Linked DNA regions of Mus musculus: all the other regions are linked to region 3. The links are chromatin contacts, called in public Micro-C maps. All regions are on one chromosome and are shown on one strand. The core of a region is the stretch at or near the end of the contact, and the rest is flanking DNA. Distances in the headings are between cores, read along the strand shown. Region 1 holds the start of Nudt21 (nudix (nucleoside diphosphate linked moiety X)-type motif 21). Region 2 holds the start of Amfr (autocrine motility factor receptor). Region 3 holds the start of Gnao1 (guanine nucleotide binding protein, alpha O).

What was found. Hi-C and Micro-C count contacts between places; a contact is called where the count stands out from the background.
Region 1: a Micro-C map of embryonic stem cells shows a contact between it and region 3, with 2.9 times the contacts expected there. The contact joins the promoter of Nudt21 here to the promoter of Gnao1 in region 3. A contact is called at or near these places in 5 of 39 promoter capture datasets (cranial neural crest, embryonic stem cells, frontonasal cranial neural crest and 2 more), 7 of 484 Hi-C or Micro-C datasets (cortical neurons, embryonic stem cells and uterus) and 1 of 9 other capture datasets (adipose tissue).
Region 2: a Micro-C map of embryonic stem cells shows a contact between it and region 3, with 9 times the contacts expected there. The contact joins the promoter of Amfr here to the promoter of Gnao1 in region 3. A contact is called at or near these places in 3 of 39 promoter capture datasets (the 3T3-L1 cell line, hippocampal neurons and neural stem cells), 1 of 15 datasets of contacts at CTCF or cohesin (the NIH/3T3 cell line), 9 of 484 Hi-C or Micro-C datasets (the N1E-115 cell line, brain, cerebral cortex and 3 more), 2 of 115 datasets of contacts at active chromatin or transcription factors (embryonic forebrain and fibro-adipogenic progenitors) and 1 of 9 other capture datasets (adipose tissue).

The regions. Positions count from the first base shown.
Region 1 is chr8:94,035,529-94,038,788 of GRCm38.p6, reverse strand. It overlaps Nudt21 (nudix (nucleoside diphosphate linked moiety X)-type motif 21), which reads left to right and starts at 1,750. Exons shown (of 7, transcript NM_026623.3): 1 at 1,750-2,012. The coding sequence starts at 1,897. It overlaps Ogfod1 (2-oxoglutarate and iron-dependent oxygenase domain containing 1), which reads right to left and starts at 1,591. Exons shown (of 13, transcript NM_177767.4): 1 at 1,347-1,591. The coding sequence starts at 1,500.
Region 2 is chr8:94,010,353-94,013,934 of GRCm38.p6, reverse strand. Amfr (autocrine motility factor receptor) reads left to right here and starts at 1,295. Exons shown (of 14, transcript NM_011787.2): 1 at 1,295-1,716. The coding sequence starts at 1,474.
Region 3 is chr8:93,809,062-93,812,226 of GRCm38.p6, reverse strand. Gnao1 (guanine nucleotide binding protein, alpha O) reads right to left here and starts at 1,389. Exons shown (of 9, transcript NM_010308.3): 1 at 774-1,389; 2 at 534-576. The coding sequence starts at 891. It overlaps 4930488L21Rik (RIKEN cDNA 4930488L21 gene), which reads left to right. Exons shown (of 1, transcript NR_026888.1): 1 at 1-533.

The DNA.
Region 1 (3,260 bases), core at 501-3,000, 230 kb before region 3:
CCCTGTTAGGCTTTAATGAGTGGAAGGGACGACGCCAATGGAAGCTCTTAGTTTTTATTTTAAGTTATTTAGTTTACTGACTCTTGCATCAAATGCATTCTAGATTCTTTTTCTTTTAAGACTTATTCATTTATTTGCTTTATGTACATGAGTGTACCGTCACTCTCTACAGACAGACCAGAAGAGGGCATCGGATCCCATTACAGATGTTGTGAGCCATGAGGTTACTGGGAATTGAACTCAGGACCTCTGTAAGAACAGTCAGTGCTCTTAAACACTGAACCATCTCTCCAGCCCCACATTTTAGATTCTTAACTCATTCTCTCCAGAGCGAAGTAAAACAAATAATAAGAGTAGCAAAACTGGCTGGCTATTTCTCTTTAATACCACCCTTTCTTTCCCTAAATTTCTGGGTTTAAAAACAAAACAAAACAAAACAAAACAAAAAAAAAAAAAACAGGTGGTTTTTAACCTCTAACTGATTTCACTTCCACTAGATTATGAATAACAACCAATCTTGACCCAGTGGTGCCTTATAAGCATTATTTCATTTATATTCTCTACAACTGAGGAATCGATGATATAGTCACTACGCCTTTGCAACAGACAAAGAAACTGAGAAGTCTCTGGGCAGCCGGAGCCTGCATTTTATGTAATCATCTTCTGCCTGCGTCCTGAGCGCCCAGGGGTTCCCCTGTTTAAACACTCAAATGAAACAGACAATCGGCAAGTCTGAGAAAATTCAAGACGCACCCAGCCAGAGTCACATTGTATAAGGTAATAACTTGTAGCTATGTCTGGAATGATCGTTCCTTTCAAGATTATGTTGGTTTTGTGCGTCACTTAGGCCAACGACAAGGTACGTGAAAACTGGTAAATCCAGGTGCTTGCTTCTCTGGCAGCTTTCAACACCAGCGTGGGTTAGACAGTCCACGTAACAGCGGAGAGTGACCCTCGCTTGCTAGCTATTTACCGGTTCTCAAGGAAACGTTTATGAATGTCTACAAACATTAGTTTGTCAATCCCATCTTTCGGAGGGGGAATACTATTAACGATTCCGTTTTATAAACGAAGAAACTGGCCCTTAAGCAAAGTTATATGCATTGCCCAATGACGTACAATCAGCAGAGGGATTCTGAGTGACCTCTGATTCTAGAATTCAACCCCCAGGCTACATGTCTCCCACTTCCCCATAGTGTCCGGAGCTTATATTTATTTTCCTCCCCAGGCTTGCCAAATCAAGCAGAATATGGAATGAACCGAGCAGCAGTCAGCGCCCGGGTCGGAGGTGGCTGCGATCCTCCCCACACCTCTTGCTGCCGCGCCTCCCTACAGCACCCCATTACCATGGCTGAACGGTGTCCGGCAGCTCCAGGCCTCAGCCACCTGCTTCCTCAGGATTTCTTCAGTGACAGCGTCCGAAAACTCTGCCGATACCTGCTTCTTTCCCTTCTTCATTGGCCGCGCTGGGCCAGGATCCGCCGGCCGCTTCCCGTTCATCTTCTCACGGTGCACAGACCCACGCCAAGGAAGTCAGGACGCTACTTCCCTCCAGAAACTACAGTTCCCGAAAACCCTCTTTCCTTATTTCACCAGCATTACCCAATGGAAAGGCAGTAAAGCACAGGGAGGCGGGATCTCCACAAAAATAACCAATGGGAGATCAACATATTGCGTCACGCCGCCAGCAATTGGTCAAATGGTCGCAGTGGCCTGCCTCCCAACTTCCTGCCTCCGGAGCGTATTCACTTCCGGCGTGTGTTCCGCGCCTCTTGCTCTCGACTGTTAATGGCGGGTGGTGGCTGCTGAGCGGGACGCAGATAACCGCTGCCCGCCCCGCGGACGTCTCCCCGGGCCCCCGCTTTCTGCACGTCCCCGGCGTCGGAGCTGTTCAGCATGTCTGTGGTGCCGCCCAATCGCTCGCAGACGGGCTGGCCCCGGGGGGTCAACCAGTTCGGCAACAAGTACATCCAGCAGACCAAGCCCCTCACCCTGGAGCGCACCATTAATCTGTAAGTGCGGCGCGGCCTCGGCCGTTGATGCTCTCCCAGTGCGCGCTCCTCCCTCACGCCGGATGCGGGTTGTCCCTTCCGGGATGCGCGCTTTCTTTCCTAGACCTGTTTCTCGACCCCGACTTGGCAGTTTTCCTATTTTAAAAGCGAGGTTCGTTTCCCCCTTTCCCTTCATTCAGCCATGGTTAGAACCTGCGTTTGCTTTGAATTCATAATGTGTGTATCCTTTCAATCCGTTGCTGGTTGTTTCATCGCACATGTATTTGTGTTTATTTGAACAATTCTCAGTTTTGTAGGGTGTACATTTCTTTTACAGTAACTTTTCCAGATTAACCTCTGACATCCTAGTTTTTTTTTTTCCCCCTTTAAATGTTGGGTAGTGTTCCATCCAGTGGCCACATTTTATTAATTTTCGCGCTGTTTGGTCTACCTTTTTGCATTTGTATGTCTTGTCTACCAAAGTGCCAACATACAGTATCATTGCAGACTCCCAGTAGACCTAAAATTGCGAGGACACACTCTGTTGTCTGGTTGTACTTTCAGAGGTCGGAGGTACCTTACATGTTGTCCCGACAGCCTGTTTGCAGGCTGTTTTGTTTTCAACAAACCTTTGTCTTAAGCAGATGATTGCATTTCGGGATCACTCAAACAAAATTTTGTTGTGGCAAGAAATTGAGATTGGGATATAGCTTATAATGTTTGGTACCTCATTCCCTAGTGTGGAGCTGATTCTAATGGGAAAAAAGTGTCCAGTTTAGACTGGTTATTTGTTTAAAATGTGCAAGACATTGCTGAGAGTGGGGTTTGTGTAAGTCATTTTAGTGACTCACCTTTCATATTCAAATAAATAAACAAATCTCTCATATTCAAGTAAATAAACCATTCCTCCTAAAACTAAATGTGACATGAAGTTGAAAACTTGTTGAGCTCTTGAGAACTGTTCTCAAGAACAACTACTACTATTGTTTTTGACAAAACAAGTAATGGCACGCAAACTTCGGTAATGAAATGCAAGGTTTATAAAATGTGGAAATAGTTGACAGTCGTGTCTGTGCAAATTTACTTTTGTCCCACAATTCACAGTAGCACTTTAATTTTCTGTCACTTAAGTGCTTATAAGATTCCCATAAAATGGGAGAGGCGAGTGCTCCTTTAAAAAGAGTGGAGGAGCACAGGAGTTGTTTGCTAACTGGTAGTGGGCTTGCCTCGTGTGTGGAATGCCCTGGATTCTATCGCCAGCACCTCAAA
Region 2 (3,582 bases), core at 46-2,545, 200 kb before region 3:
TCTCACAAGCCATGTTGCAAATGACTGGGAACGAACCAAAGGGAACTATATTGTACAAAGACTCATGATGAGATGTTTTTAAGAATTATAACAGTGGTTAATTTTCAGATTTAAAAGATCTATAGAAATATTTGGCATGAAAAAATACTACAAAGACAATTTCTCCACATTAGAAAATTTGGAAAATTCAAAGCTGTTTACAGAGCTACATTCTGGGATAGGCACTAACACATGGCTCGGGGATATAATAATTAAAAACTGTACCCTATGTTATCTTATGTAATTCACATAGATATAACCTGCTGTTTATAGTGTACAATTCAGTGACTTTGAGTGTATTCATAGTTGTATAACAGCAACTTTAGAAATTCTCACTTCAGGAAACTAGTACCCCAACCTGTCACTTCTTTAGCTGTCACCTCCAGTTCTTTCAAACTCCCCTTCTACTCTACATTGCATGCATTTGTCTTATCAGCGTGGTCACACAGAATTTAGATATCTGTGTGTGGCTTGATTCAGACATCGTCAACATTCTCTGATATTGTAGCATTATCTGTACTTTATTTTCAAACGCTATAATTCGAGGTTTGCCTCTCTGGTTTTTAGGAGTAGTGCTACTGTCAGCCTCAATGTAGGGACTTTGTGTGGGTGTCTGTTTTCATTTCTCTTGGATGTTTACTTAACAAGCAGTGTAACTGCCAGGACGAAGGTCACCCTTTGGTTTACCTTTTAGGAACAGGTATTTTCCAAGAAACTAAGCAGCATTTGACATTCTTACTTGTAGCTAAGAGGGAACAGATTTTTATTTCTGGTTAAATTGGTTCCTCCGTTTTAAAAATATTCTATCTCAAGGCTTCTCTTATTTCCTAAGCATCATGTCGCTTCTTTAGGACACCAAGGAAGCCTCTAGTCTACAGGGTGGTGGGATGGCGGGTTTACCAGCTTTGGCGGGGAGGAACAAGCGACAAGTGGCCAGGGGCAGGGGTCCCGCACCCTCACCCTGCCGCCTGACCACGCACACAGGCCTGCCGTCATTGCCTACGGGCCAGGCTCACCCCAGAGCCCGGCTCGGGTGCGCTCGTGGCTTCAGTGGGCCCAGGGTCGCCAAGGATGCTGCAGGGGGCCGGGACGCGGGGCCCCAGGCCGGGTCCTGTGCTCTCGGGGTTGCAGAGCGCCGGCTGTGGGCGGGGGACGAAGGCCGCGCCCCCGCGCCCGTCCCGCCCGCGTCCCGCTAGGGGCGGCGGCCCGCCCCGAGTCCGCCGAGGCTCTTCCGCGCCGGCAGGGGCAGCAGCGGGAGCGGCGCGGGGCGGAGCGGCGCGAGCAGCTAGGAGCGGCCCGGCTCGGCCCGGCGCAGCGGCGGCGGCAGCGGCAGCGGCAGCGACGCCAGAGCCCGTGGGCGCCTTTCGCAAGGCCGCCGCAGGCGCCTGGCCGCAGCGCGGGAAGCCTCGGGGGCCGGAGCCCGTCGCTGCCGCCATGCCGCTGCTCTTCCTCGAGCGCTTCCCGTGGCCCAGCCTCCGCACCTACACGGGCCTCAGCGGCCTGGCCTTGCTGGGCACCATCGTCAGCGCCTACCGCGCCCTCAGTCAGCCGGAGGACGGCTCGGGTGAGCCGGAGCCGCTAACGGCCCCACTGCAGCCCGAGGCGCGCCTGACCGCCGGCGGCCCCCGGGCCCGCGACGTGGCCCAGTACCTGCTGTCGGACAGCCTGTTCGTGTGGGTGAGCGAGGCTGCGGGCCGGGCGCGGGGGCGGGCGGCCGGGCGGGAGCCGCCATGTCACCCATTATCCGCAGGGGGGCGTGGCCGGGCCCTGACCCCGGCCTCCTCGGCCCGGGGACCGCGGCCCTCGCGTGGGGCTCGAGGCCCAGCGGCGCTGCGAGCGTGGCGGGCCGCGGAGAGAAGGTGTCGGGATGCCGGGGAGAACAGTCGAGGCAAGGGCGGTCGGACCCGCGGGCTCCAGGGCGGCGGGGTGCGGCGACCCGAGGCTGTGAGAAGCCGCGACACGTCCGGTTTAGCTCGGCGTTGTTGGGGGCGGCTCGCCGACGAAGAGAAGGCCGAAGTTAGGGGGACATTTTACTCTTCGCCAGACAACTTCGAAATGGTGCTATTTGTCAATGCGTTAGTCCCGATGGGCGCTATTTAACGAAGCAAACAGACCAGCTACGTCCTTTTATCTCACCCCCAACCACCCCCCGCGATGGTTTGTGACTGTTCCCTTTTTGACAGAAAGCAGCAAAACACTTTCGGGTCGGTGTGGCAGCCCCTCCTTTGAACGCGATTCCTCCGTTTAGCGATCCATTTTGAAACAAGGGTTCTAGTTTGTCTGCCGGTGCGAGATAAGCAATGTCCACATGCCACAAGTACTGGCTTCGTTTGTTACATCATTTTAGGCTGGGCAGATCTGAGAAAATTTTGCTCTCACCTTGCACTTGAGTGCCTCTTCTATGAACCCTCAGAAATAGGAAAAGTTGCTCCCGGATTTAAAAAATTGTCACTTGGATTTCCTGTGGCTTGGTGGGGATCGTATCTCCCCACACGGCGCCTAGAGAAGGCTGTAAATGACTGAGGGGTTAATGTTATAAGTTTGTAGAACTATAATGCAACTCATTTGTTGTAATTATTCCCACTGTGCTTCATCAGGAAGCAGCGGGATTTGTGAACTTCGTGGGCTGCAGATGACGCCTCCTGGTCCTTTGGTGCATAGTTTCATAGAAGGCAGTGAAGGGCAAAGTTCCCCTTTCTCTACTCCTAAGAAAAGATGAACTGTTCGTCTTTAGGGTAAACAACTTAGAATTATTATGTTGGGAGTGCTTTTGACAAGGGTGAAGACTATAGTGTATGTAGTCGTTGATACCTTGTTTTAAGCTGGAACCATTATTCTATTACTAGAACAGCCAATAGTATTGTTTAATGTTTTTTTTTCGTAAGTTTCTTCTTGCAAAACCCACGTTCAAATTCCAAGGTTAATAACATTTCATAAAACATTAATCTAAGGCCTTCCCTTTGGCGTTTCTGAGAATTGTCATTTTAAAGAATGTTCTTTTTCTTTGCACAGTCTTACCTCATATAGATTGATCATTCCTTCCCCTCCTTTGAATCCTTATTTCTCAGTTGAGCTTTATTCGGTTTTCTTGCATGTCCTCTGGAGTTTTGGCACTCATGGTGTCTGCCCAGATCTATCTTGTGTGTGCTGTGAGTTTTGTTTATCGTTTAGTACTTACTTTGCGCAGCTATGCCTCACACTCTTTAAAAACCTCCCCTGTTCCTGGCAGGTAACACTGAGTGTCAGTGTGGTGGGCCTTTGTCAAAATGGATGCTTCTTGAGCCTCACTCATAGGCCTTAGACATTAAGGGGGGGAACCCCTTCCCCGCCTAAGAACAAAACATTGTCTGCCAATGCCAAGCAAGATTAACAAGAACCTGTCCTTTGTCATTGCCAGTCGGAAGTCTTACTAGTTATTGTTTTGTCAGACTCTCTAGAACTTGTCTTTGTAGAACACATGCAGTAGTCTCTCAGGAGGTTTGATATTAGCACAGGCAGATGAAAACCTTTCTGAGGAAGACTCAGCTACCAACAGCACTTCCC
Region 3 (3,165 bases), core at 140-2,639:
GTCGTCTAAGCCACAGCCACCAGGAATTCAGCACCAAACTCGTGAACAGCAAACACTTGATCCTCCACCCCAATCTGCTAGGGCTGGGTCCCCTCCATGTTTTAGTCAAGTTCAAAATCACTGCCTCAAGAGAAGCAGGGGGAAGTGGGATTCGAGGGGTGGGGTGGAGGAGGAGGGGAAAGAAGATGAGGCAGAGACAGAAATGGAGGCAGTGAAACACGAAATACTCCACGAGCAAGAGTTATGATCATAAGCACGCCAATAGTGTGATGTTCTGATCAATATGGCGGACACTGTCATTCATACAACTAGAGGCGCTCTCATTCCCTCCCCGCAAACACCGACCCCAGGAGTTGGGGTGGGGGACCCAGAACCAACGTAGGGAGTGGGGGAGGGGAGGCAACCTCGGGTTTCTTCTGTGTGTGCGCGAATTAAAAACCAGGCCTGGAGAGCAAATATGGGTGAGCAAGATAATAAAAACGATATAAATTATTCTTAATAAAAGTACAAATCCCAATGACACAGGGACTTACTTCATCTGCTTCACAATGGTGCTTTTTCCTGATTCTCCAGCCCCTGTTGGGACACACAGAGGGGGGGAAACTGGTGAGTGTCAGCTCATGGAAATGGGAAGGGGGCTTCAAGGCATGCACAGGGTGGGCGCTCCTGGGCACAAGGTGTTGCCAACTCAGGGACCAGATTTCCCAGGGCGCAAGTCGGGTTGGGAACTGTGGCGGGGGTCGAGGGGCGGGGGTGGCTACCCAGGTCCTTACCCAGCAGGAGTAATTTCACGTCTTTGGCGGCGCTGATGCCATCTTCTTTGAGGTTTTTCTCAATCGCCTTGCTCCGCTCGAGGGCGGCTCTCTCCTCTGCGCTCAGCGTACATCCCATGGTGGCCCCTTCCCTGCCACAGCCCGCACGACTAGGCTGGCACGACTCCCCGGGTCGGCGCGCCCCCCACCCCCCCACAGAGCAGAGCCTGGGCTCAAAGGGGAGAAAATCACGATATCCTCTCCTTGGCTGGGAACAAAATTGTCGAAAGACCAGAATCCCCCCAAAAGGACAGCCTCTATTAAGATTCCAGCGGCGAAGATTAGCGGCGGCTGGCTGGGGTCTGGGGGTGTCGAGGTGAGGGTAGCCGGGGTCTGGGGCTCCGGAGCCGAGAGAGGAGGCGCCCGCGGGCCCGGGAGGCGCGGGTTGCAGGCACCGAGGCTAGTGCACGACCCAAAATAAATAAAATAGGAGTCGAGGCTGGATCCGCAGCCGGAGCCGGCGGAGGGTGGGGTGGGGGGCAGGGTGGGTCCTTCTGCCGCGGCTGCCGGAGGCGGAGGAGGAGGAGGCGGAGGCGGAGAAGGTGGAGGCGGCGGTGGCGCGGGGTGTGGAGGGAGTGAGTTAGGGGGTGCCGCTAGTGCATGTGCATCGCCGCTCCTCGGCCGTCGATGCGTCCGCGGCGCCTTCTCCGACCCCCGCGCGCGGGGCAGGGCTGGGCAGAGGGCCGGGCCGGGGGTGGGGGGTGCAGCTCTCTCTAGCGGGAGGCGGCGTCGCCGGGGCCCAGAACTCGCATCGCTCGGCGGAGCGGACAGGAGACGGGGAGAGCGCGAGGGAGCCGCGGCCAGCGGGGAGCGCGAGAAGAGGCGGGCAGGGAGGGCAGGGCACGCGCGCGCGCGCCGGGGCGGGCGGGGAGGGGGGGGGCGAGGCGAGCGCAGCTCTCGAGTGCGCCTGGTCCTGCGCAGCGCTCCGCCAGCCGCCCGCTGACGTCAGCAGGGCCGCGCGCCGGGGGCCCCGGGGACGGCGCGGGCGGGGGCGGCGCGCATGCCCGCGGGACGCGTCAGACAAGCGGGCGCGCGCGCGCGGCGCCGCCCACTCTCGGGTCCCCCTCCCCCCGCGGCTCCCGGAGCGTGCCGGGCTGGGGAGGGCGGGGCCTGGGGCCGGGCGCGCGCCTGCGCCCCACCCCGCCCCACCCCGGCGGGTCTCGCGCGCCCGGCCCGCCTCCTGTCAACCCCAGCGCGGCGGTCAGGTGGTCCCCAGCCCTGGGCCTGAGCCTCCAGCTTCCTGGTCCCTCGGGCTCTGGGTCGTGTCTCCGGCAGATCGCCTTACCGATTGTTCTCCTTCGCGGCTGGAGGTGTAGCCCCTAGTCGAGCTATGGTGCCTCCGCAGATGTGAGGAGGTAGTGGGTCAGGATAAACCCGCTCACTCCATAATAACGCGCTGGGGCTCAGTGACGGATTTGGGTCCGCATTTATTGAGCATCTAGTGTCTAGAGACTGGGCTAGTAGAGAGGAAAGTAGCAGGCAGAGAAGAGGCAAGGCCTGCTCCGCAGGAGTTTTTGCCTCCCTTAGCCAATGTGAGCCTTACCGCGAGATGCCCACAACCTCTGTCGCTAGAGATGGTTACCATCCTAGGATGGCTTGATGCCAAAGGCCCAGGGACAGTCTTTCATGAAAGCCTCTAGCAAATACTTGTTCCCTTAAATTTTTCTCTATATGATGAATCGATGGCCTCCCTTGGTTCTTGAATTCTTGTATCCCCAGAACATAATCCGGTAAAAATGAATTCTTCATAGGTTTGTGATAAGAGATTTTTTTTCTTCCTTTCATCTTAAAATAACAAACTACTAGAAGAAATACACCCTTCATATCTTCTCAGATAGTCAGAAACCAGGGTCAGTTATTCAGCAAACAGCGAACCCAGCACTGGGGAAAACAGTAGACAGTTGCCAAAGATCGGTCATGTTCTGGGTGGTCTCAGAGCCTGAAGACATTAATTCTTACTGCACAAAATAGTTTTACAATCAGTTCCACCAGTCAGCCCCAGGGGCCTTCCTAGATGGAGGAGCCAACAGGCAAGACTGCCCAGGATAAAGACAGGCAAGGGGCCAGTGGAAAACACTTTCTTTTTTCGTAACAGTTGGGCATTTCTGTGACTCTGAAAGTAAACTTGTTTGCTTCATTTCAGCAATGGAGAGAAAATCCTATTTTGGAAATGTCACTCAGCATAAAAATATATTTGCAAGGGGGAAAAGGGGCAATTAAGACCCACTCAGAAGAAAATATTTTTTCTCCTGCATGTTTTTTTTTCATAAGTTTGGTGTTTCCCAATGTATGTTTGTCTCATTCGACAAATGTCTGTGTCAAAAGTATATGTAATATAATTGGAATATTTAAA